Regions from separate parts of the Mus musculus genome. Here all the other regions are linked to region 3. A link is a contact called in public Hi-C data. All regions are on one chromosome and are shown on one strand. Each heading gives the region's core, a stretch centred on a gene start, on an enhancer-like site or on the middle of the called end of the contact. The rest is flanking DNA. Distances are from core to core; before and after follow the strand shown.

Region 1 (2,700 bases), core at 136-2,635, 430 kb before region 3:
CCAATGTCAAAGCCTAGACTCCCAAACTGTATGTTTTATTAGTATCTGTAATACCAAAAGTCTCCTGCTCCAGGACTTAGACCTTTGGCTCTAGGTTAGATGTATTAATTAGGGCTTTAACCATAAGTCACTCTAGAACAAGAAGCAGCAGACAGTGCCTGCTCATGTTGAAGCTTACAGAGCATGTAGCTATAAGCTTTTGGCTACCCTAATAGTCTCCAGGCTCTGGCACTCAAGGACCAGGACTAACTCTCCTACTGGTGTAGACGAGATGCTTCTCATTTGCTCTTTAAATCCATCCAGGTAGAGTCAAAAGTCAGCTAATGATAAGAGAATCCCCTTGGTCATGACAAGCACAGGCTAGCTTGCTGGAAGATGGTAGCCAACATAGAGGGGGGCTGAGGTGTAGTAGCAGAGACCAGTAGAGGCCACCCCAAGGTCCCAATTCAGTAACTGGCCACAGATGCATAAACAAATCTACATGACCTCAGTCAAGCCTGGTCTAGAAAGAACTGCCCAATCTGCATAGAAACTCAGAATCGAAATGAAAGGTAGTTTTCATGGCTTATTTCATTTATTAATTGACTAGGTCATACAACACCTAGGTGTTTGCTATACATATATGAATGCCTCTGTGAAGGTATTTTTCAGATATAATTAACTTTTAAAGTGGTAGACTAAAGCAACTTGCCCCTTGTAATGTGGGTAAGCCTCATTCAGTCAGATGAATACTTTAAGGAAAAAGATCCCCTCACCATTTCCAGGAGTTCTAGCTATGAGTCTCTGATAATTTTGGAGCCTCTTTTTGTACAATTTCATGAACAAATTCCTGACAACACCCCTCCTCTCCCTTACTCCTTTCTACCCCTTTTATTGGTTTTACTTCTCCAGAGAACTTGATTAACACAGTAGTGCCTTAATCTAATGAACTGTGGGTGATTTGTCATGCAGCAGTAGTTACCTGATAGACATTTTCCTTTCCTGGGGCTACTCTGTGCCCAGCTATGTCCCTTCCCATCTCTGCAGGGACCTGGACCCCTCACTTCTTGATTTGCCGAAAGCCTTACCCCTCCCCCCAGCTGCCTCTTTGGCTCATGCCTTTAGGGGAGAGACTCTCACCCTATCACAACTTCTATAGTCCTGCATTTTTTATCTTTATTGTTGATTTCGATGAGGTGATGGGGGATGCTCCCTTCGGGTTTTTAACCCTGACTTCTAACAGTTTGAGTGCTTTTCTGCAGACATCTTCAAAGAGGTTTTCGGGGACCATGGACCAGTCTGCTCTCTCAGAGGATCCACAAGGTCTCTTGAGTGAGGCTTAACAGACAGCCTATGACCTCTGCTCTCTGCCCTGTTCTCTAGCCACACCTTATTCTCTGACTACGTGGGTCCTCTCATTTGTGTAAATACAGGCTTCTTCAATTTCCTATCACATGCTTGAATTTACTTTAGGTGCATGACTCATAAACTCAATCTAAAATCCTGGCTGCAAATCCCATCCCATAATTTTAATGGTCTAATTAGACACTTCATTTGGCTGTTACCTCAGACCCAGCACTCAGCAGACCAGCCTATCTCCTTAAAACTGTATTTACCTTCATTATTTCTATCTCTGATGTTTCCTCCATTAGCCCAGCCTTTATTCTTTGGTTTCTTTTCTGGGCTTTATAAATGCCTTTTATGAAATCTCACTGGATTTATCTCTTCCACCATCAGTACAGTCATCTTGGTCATTTGGGGATTTATGATTCTTGCCAAAGGACCACAGAAGCCAGTCAGCACCTCCCTCTGCTCCAAATTCATTCATTGCTTACTCCTTCTGACTCCTGGCTAGGGTCTCTTTTTTTTTTTCCCAACCAGTACCCTATACTTTCCATAACTACTCCTTTTTCTATCTCATTGTCCAGGTCCCCATTTTGGAGAGCTAATGGGAAACCCTCCACTAGAGATGCCCAGGAAGATGTAATCTGGTTCACCTCCCCCTTTATGAGTCAAGTTCATTAGGTAAGCTCTGGAAGCTGGACCCCACTGTGCAGCCTCGGTTGTGAGTCTCTGATCTTAGAGACTCCTTAGAGACCTCTTCCTGATCTTTCTGTCTTAAGGAGTCTCCTCCCATCCCTTCCTCCATTCTCCCCTTACATGGGTCCCCCTTTATCTAGGATCTTGTCTAACTTCTGATTTTCCATCCTGATGTTTGAATAACACCCCAGCGTATAACATTTGGATTAGATTTCATCCAGCCGCCAGTGAGCACCCCATGGAATTGCAATGCTTACATCAAGATCCTCCTCAGATCCGGGGATGCACAGGTTCTCATCATTGCCTAGCCTCTGAAACCCTACTTCTACAGAATGAGCACATTTTATGGATTGTCACACAGTCCCTTGGCATCAGATGTTTCTCTTCCGCCCTATATTGACCCTGAAGGAAACTTGTCTATTTTTGTTGATTTATGGTCATGGAGTATATATATTTGTATCAGTGTGGGACAGGGATGGAAGTGAAGATGGTTATTTACGTTGCAACAATCTTGCCACTTTAAAATCAACAGCTAATATTTCTGTTCTGCAATGCCCTTGGCTGTTGCCTTGAGACTTTTTATTTTTGTGAGCTTCTTTGATTGTGTGGCAGCCATCCTCACCCCTCACTCTGGACTAGTACCCAGGCTCTGACTTCTTCTTTCTCTGTTTATACAGAGCC
Region 2 (2,769 bases), core at 51-2,550, 310 kb before region 3:
CATACAGATTTCTTTGGTACATGGTATGTAGGATGCACCCAACCCACATCCCTACAGGGGAGTATTCAGAATCTGCTCCTATTAAAGCTGGTTGAAATCCATTGATTATCCCAGAGCTTCTCAGATGGGAAGAAAGGGACTAGATACCACTGGGAGATCCCATTATGCATGCAAATTCAGATCCAATAGGTCTAGAGTTAGGATGAAGAGTCTCCACCTCCTCCTACCCTTCCTTCTCCTGTTTGTCCCATTTCTCTTCCTTCTTTTCTTTTTCTTCCCTTTCTTCCTATTCCTCTTCCTCCTTTCCCATCATCCTTCATTTTCTTCTGTTTCCTTGAGACAGAATCTCATTATATAGCCCTGGGTGGAGCCTGAGTCTCCCTGCTTAGTCTGACCTTGAACACATGATCAGTGCTCTGACCTCAGCCTCTTGAAAGCTTGGCTTACATACAGGAGCCACCATTCACAGCTTGAGCTTCTACATTTCTAACAAAGTCTACCGGTGCCAATGCTGCTAATCCCTTGGCCATACTTTAAAAGTGTGTTTATGAGGAAGTTTCTGGAATATTTTTACACAAAAGGGAAGACCCACCTTGAGTCTAACCATCCTGCTCATTCTGGTCTTGGGCTGAGAACGAAGAAAAAAGCAAATAGAACAACAGCACTTATTTCTGTCTTTGTGACCAGAAACCTCAGATGCCCAATATTGTGCATTTCCTTGCCTGATGGACTGCACCCTCAAACTGAGCCTAATTCAGTGGTTCTCAACCTTTGTAATGCTACAACCCTTTAATATAGTTCCTCCTGTTGTGGTGACCCCCAACCACAAAGTTATTGTCTTTAATATTTCATAACTGTAATTTTGCTACTCTTATGAATCATAATGTAAATAGCTGTGTTTTCTGATGGATGGTCTTACACAATTCTTAGAATAAAGTCATTGGATCGCCAAAGAGGTCATTACCCTCAAGTTGAACTGCTGTTCACTCTTGTGTTTTCATGTTGCTTTTGGCAAATATTTTGTTACTGCTATTGGAAACAAAGCCATCCTTGGGACCTGTGTGCCTAACTCAGGACACATAGACAGACATCTAAGTCATGGGACCTTCAAACCTGGGAAGGCTGGCTGCCAAGAAGAAAAACAAGTCAAAGAAGTTAACTGTTCATCAGATAGCTACTGAAGCTTAGAAGTGACCTCTCAGGCCAGCCAAACTTCTTCCCCAGGGCAGGAGTAGCCATGTCTTTGTCCTCCATCAAAGAAGGTCCAGCCTCTGCTCACAAGACACCCACAAGAACCCACTCTCTTCTCCATACTCAGATGGCAGAGCATCCTGAAGCACAGGTGAAATATATACTTCCTGGGTCCAGAGGACAGGCCAATGATTCCTTGCAACACTACTAAGTTTGACATCATTGTGACAGAAAGAACACACCCACTCCTGCCTTACATACCAGTTTTCATGAGATTCAAATCCATCCATCCATCACACACTGTTAGCCATCTGTCAGATGCTCATACCAAGTCTGACTCTGAACAGGTACAAAAGAAGGACTTAGCCTGTCTGATTCCTTTCTGGAAGATAAGAAGACAAGTCTAGAAGACAGGGCAGTAAATTATCAGGATCTATATCATGGTCTGGAGATACTCAGAGCAATGGGCATCCGCCAGGCTTAATGAAAGAGATGAGTCATTGTAGTGTCTGGGGGTAAGAAGGCTATGTCAAAGCAGGTGGCAATCAAAAGAGATCATCACATCACAGAAAGAAATAAGATACATAGGAAATAAGACACACTCTGACAGAGCTATGTGGTAAGCTATGTGGTACCTATCATGATTTATTGCCTTGGTTAGTCTTGCCCAAACCTGGATATCTGACACTATCCTAAATATTCAAGACCCGAATATGCATCCTCTCCTTGCTCATCTGTGGTTTCTGATTGTAATCTCTATGCTCTAACACTGATTTGTTCCTTAAAACATAGGAACAGGCATATTCCTCTAAACACTCACCTTCGGGTTAAGTGGTATTGGGTCTGGGAATGAAAATTGTAATTTCCCCTTGCAGATTGCGGATAGATTAACTTTGCATGCTCCTAAGTTTATGAACATTGAATTTATCATCCTCTCCTGGCCAGAGAATGGCAATAGAGGACATTGCACCTGCTCTGAGAGGATGCTCAGCTGAGATGCCTAGAACCAGATGGTAGGAAGAGGTACAAAGAAGTGAGAATGGAATCCAAAGTCCGAAAAAATGATTGGAATAAGTCAGGGAGTGAGGAAAATAGGAGAGAGAGGAAGGATAGATACAGTAAATATAGAAGAGAAGAGAAAGATCAAAGTCAGGAGAGAAGGTTCTTGAAGGGAGAGAGACATGTATGCAAGATCATGGATGCAGTCTTAATCTCTTTAAAGTTTCCCTCATTGATTGGGGACTTGTATCCCAATCCTTTGCTAAGGGAAAGCATTTACTTTACTTCCACTGTGCTGTTAAAGGTTATAGGGCTGTCCTTGGGTGGAGTTGGAGGCGCAGTGCAAGACCAGGTGAGGAGGAATTCTAGAAACCTCCCTCAGTAGAGTCGTCCTCGAATGTCCTTGGAATAAAGTGTCACTTGGGTGCCCCACCCCAGCTTTGACTTCCTGTCTCACTATTTATCACACCACTATAAAGCCACTGAAAGCAACCTTTTACTTTGCCATTCCTCAAAGCCCAAGGATCAGGGATTCAGCTAGGGCCAGTGAAACGGCTCGCTATCTCTTACTCCTCAAGT
Region 3 (2,700 bases), core at 30-2,529:
GCTGATCAGCACTTGTCAAATTCTACTCCGTTCTAGAACCCCACCTCTCAGCCCCTCTTCAGCAGCTCCCATGTTCACTGCCCTTCACACCCACTTTGATGCCCTTCTAACCTCCCATCTTGGTCTCAGAGCTTGAAGTCATATTTGTTTTCCCATAAGACCATGAGCCACTTGTAAGACGTCTTTTCTCCTTCTATGTTTTCCCATCTCTTAGCCTGGCATTTAGAAATCAAGGGACATTTTCCTATATGTCTTTTAAGTGAGTAACAAGACAACAAGCTAGTAAATTTGAAGATTATCTGAGAAAATTGAAGTGATGGATTAAGCTCCTATGGGCTAGGCTCTATCCACAGCCTCTGTCTGCACCCCAAAATCTTATCAGCTACTTTGCAAATACGAGCCATTAATTTTAACATAGTTAAAATTAATTCTGTGGAGAAAAACAATACTTTATTCTGCATTTACTGAGAAAACTGCTGTGGCTGTTCGCTGAGGGGCATGCTGACGTCACAGCTTCAGCCCTGATGCTGAGTCCATCAGAGTGGACAGTGGGCAGAGGCTCTCTAGAGCTATTAAATCTGATCATTTTAAAGGCTGGACCCAAGGACACAAAACAAAAGAGGGCTGGGAATGGACAGAGAAGCGTCTCCCACTCCCCACTGGCACAGAGCCATCTGATTGCCCTGTGTGTCATCATGAAGATAGCCACTCACCACTCAGCAGGCAGCCTTTGATGCCCAATACAAACCAATTTCTGAGCAATTCTTCTGGTGAATGCCCTGGGCCTGTGGATCTCACAGTTACATCTAGAAATACTTAACCATAAGACACTTCACTGTGGCAATCATTTGGCTTTGTTTTCCTTCTAACTTGGTAATAGCCATAGCCCGTGCTTAAAAAAAAAAAAAAAAAAAAAAAAAAAAGGCTACCCTATCCACCCAGGCTCCAGTTACTGCACCAGGAGGAAGGAGAGAGAGCCTTCTAGGTATGTGCTTGGTCTAAAATAATTATTAGAATGATCAGGGTTAAAGGTAGATACCTGATTAGATTAAATGGCATCCAGAGAGCTAAGGATCGGCCCTGGTAGTCTTCTAAAACATATGAATTCCAGATCAATTGGAACATGAATGTGTTTTTATGATTTTTAGCTGAGTCAAAGTCCAATACCACCAAAGCAGTAGGGTGAAATCGCAAAGACTAGAATACAAGGCTTAAGCTCAAGGCCAAATATCCCCTCTTCTTTCCATCCCACCCCAAACAGAAAGATGGGGTGCTCAGGATGTTCTTCTTAGAGACAAAAGATTATGAGAGGGAGAGAGAGAGAGGGAGAGAGAGAGAGAGAGAGAGAGAGAGAGAGAGAGAGAGAGAGAGAGAGAGAGAGAGAACAGGAAAGTGTATGTGTGTGTGTATGTGTGTGTGTTTAAGAAGGAGAGGAGAAAAATTAATTCTGTTATTCGCCCAGTCATGTGGATCTAAGCAGGGAGAGCTGGCCAAGAGGCCTCAGGTCACCATCTCATTTACCATTTCTAACTCTTGGCTTCCGAGAAGAGAAAAATGCAAACTGAAAACAGCTCTATGTGAATGAAGCTCTTTAGTCAGATACTGAGTCCTGAGACTGTCTCCCTGCTCGACTTGGTAGACCTGGGATGGAGCACAGGAATCTGAAGGATAAGGAAATCCGTAACTTGAGAGCCCTCAGCAAGCCTTTGCTTTCTCTCATCACATTAAAGGGACAAGTGTGTTAATGGAGGACTAGTGACTCTGAGACAAACTTGGGATGCTTTCGAGGCTGGCGCAAGATGGCAAGAAGCTTCATGTGGAATCTTCTCCAAGTTCCCAGGGAATGAAAAATCCCAGGTTGCTGCTTCTGATAGTCTGCAGAAGCAAAGTGCTTCGTGATTGCCTTTCCACTAATGCCATAGACTAAATTACAGTAAATTGAATCTATTAACAACCAGATGGCCTTGTAATTTGTCAAGGGTAAGGCAAGTGCGCCCAGCAACCATGCATCAACCTCCCACACACTTGGATAGTGCTTCCACCTTCCAGCTAACTATAGGAGCCCAGAAAGCAGGGCATATGGTCCTCCCTCTCCCAACCTTCATCTGAGACCTTTATCCCATCCATCTTTGACACTCCTTAGACACTTATCTCTTCAGTTGATCTTATTCTTATCTCCCAGCTTTAAAGATGAGTGAATGCCTCTTTTATGACAGCATCTTAGATACTTAAAATTCCTCTTCCTCAGAACAAGTCATCTCAATATATTATATGTGCTTACATTATGTCTAACTTTAGAAAAACTAAGAGTGGATCTGAACCCCCTTCAAGTATCTATAACATACATTCTAGTAGTTATCAACGAAGAAGGGGTTTATATAAAATTGTTTACTTCTCTATTCTCAAAATGGATTTGGTTTTATATACGTATTTGAGTGATGTTACTGTGGTGAGTTTTGAGAAAAGTTTTTTTGTGGGGGAATCCATGGACAACTGAGACATGCAGATTTCTGTCTCCCCAAGAAAATGGGCTGGTTTAATGATGATCTCTTCCTTTGGGAGAAACAGTGAACAAGGAAGCAATAGGCTGGATGCCAAGCACATTATATGCTGATCTAAAAGGAAGACCACAGACAGTGAGAGAGGGAAAGGCAAGTAGGCACATTGGTTGCTCCGGAGACCAGGGTCAATAATAGCCTA

Evidence for each region. A called contact is a pair of places that touch in the nucleus more often than the background predicts.
Region 1: a contact with region 3 is called in a Hi-C map of the N1E-115 cell line, with 2.4 times the contacts expected there. The contact joins two enhancer-like sites.
Region 2: a contact with region 3 is called in a Hi-C map of the N1E-115 cell line, with 4 times the contacts expected there. The contact joins two enhancer-like sites. A contact is called at or near these places in 2 of 39 promoter capture datasets (hippocampal neurons and stem cell-derived epiblast-like cells) and 2 of 484 Hi-C or Micro-C datasets (the N1E-115 cell line and bone marrow-derived macrophages).

The regions. Positions count from the first base shown.
Region 1 is chr1:159,481,671-159,484,370 of GRCm38.p6, forward strand. No RefSeq gene overlaps it. Among named protein-coding and RNA genes, the nearest start is that of Tnr, 41 kb to the right of the region's middle. Within about 2 kb of position 1,386, at least 4 of the 459 cell types and tissues checked have an H3K27ac peak or open chromatin away from gene starts, as enhancers often do. A contact at or near this core is called in the N1E-115 cell line, where this site is marked.
Region 2 is chr1:159,601,636-159,604,404 of GRCm38.p6, forward strand. The region is part of intron 1 of Tnr (tenascin R); the gene reads left to right. Among named protein-coding and RNA genes, the nearest start is that of Tnr, 79 kb to the left of the region's middle. Within about 2 kb of position 1,301, at least 1 of the 459 cell types and tissues checked has an H3K27ac peak or open chromatin away from gene starts, as enhancers often do. A contact at or near this core is called in the N1E-115 cell line, where this site is marked.
Region 3 is chr1:159,907,417-159,910,116 of GRCm38.p6, forward strand. All of the region lies in intron 18 of Tnr (tenascin R), which reads left to right. Among named protein-coding and RNA genes, the nearest start is that of Gm31667, 120 kb to the right of the region's middle. Within about 2 kb of position 1,280, at least 4 of the 459 cell types and tissues checked have an H3K27ac peak or open chromatin away from gene starts, as enhancers often do. A contact at or near this core is called in the N1E-115 cell line, where this site is marked.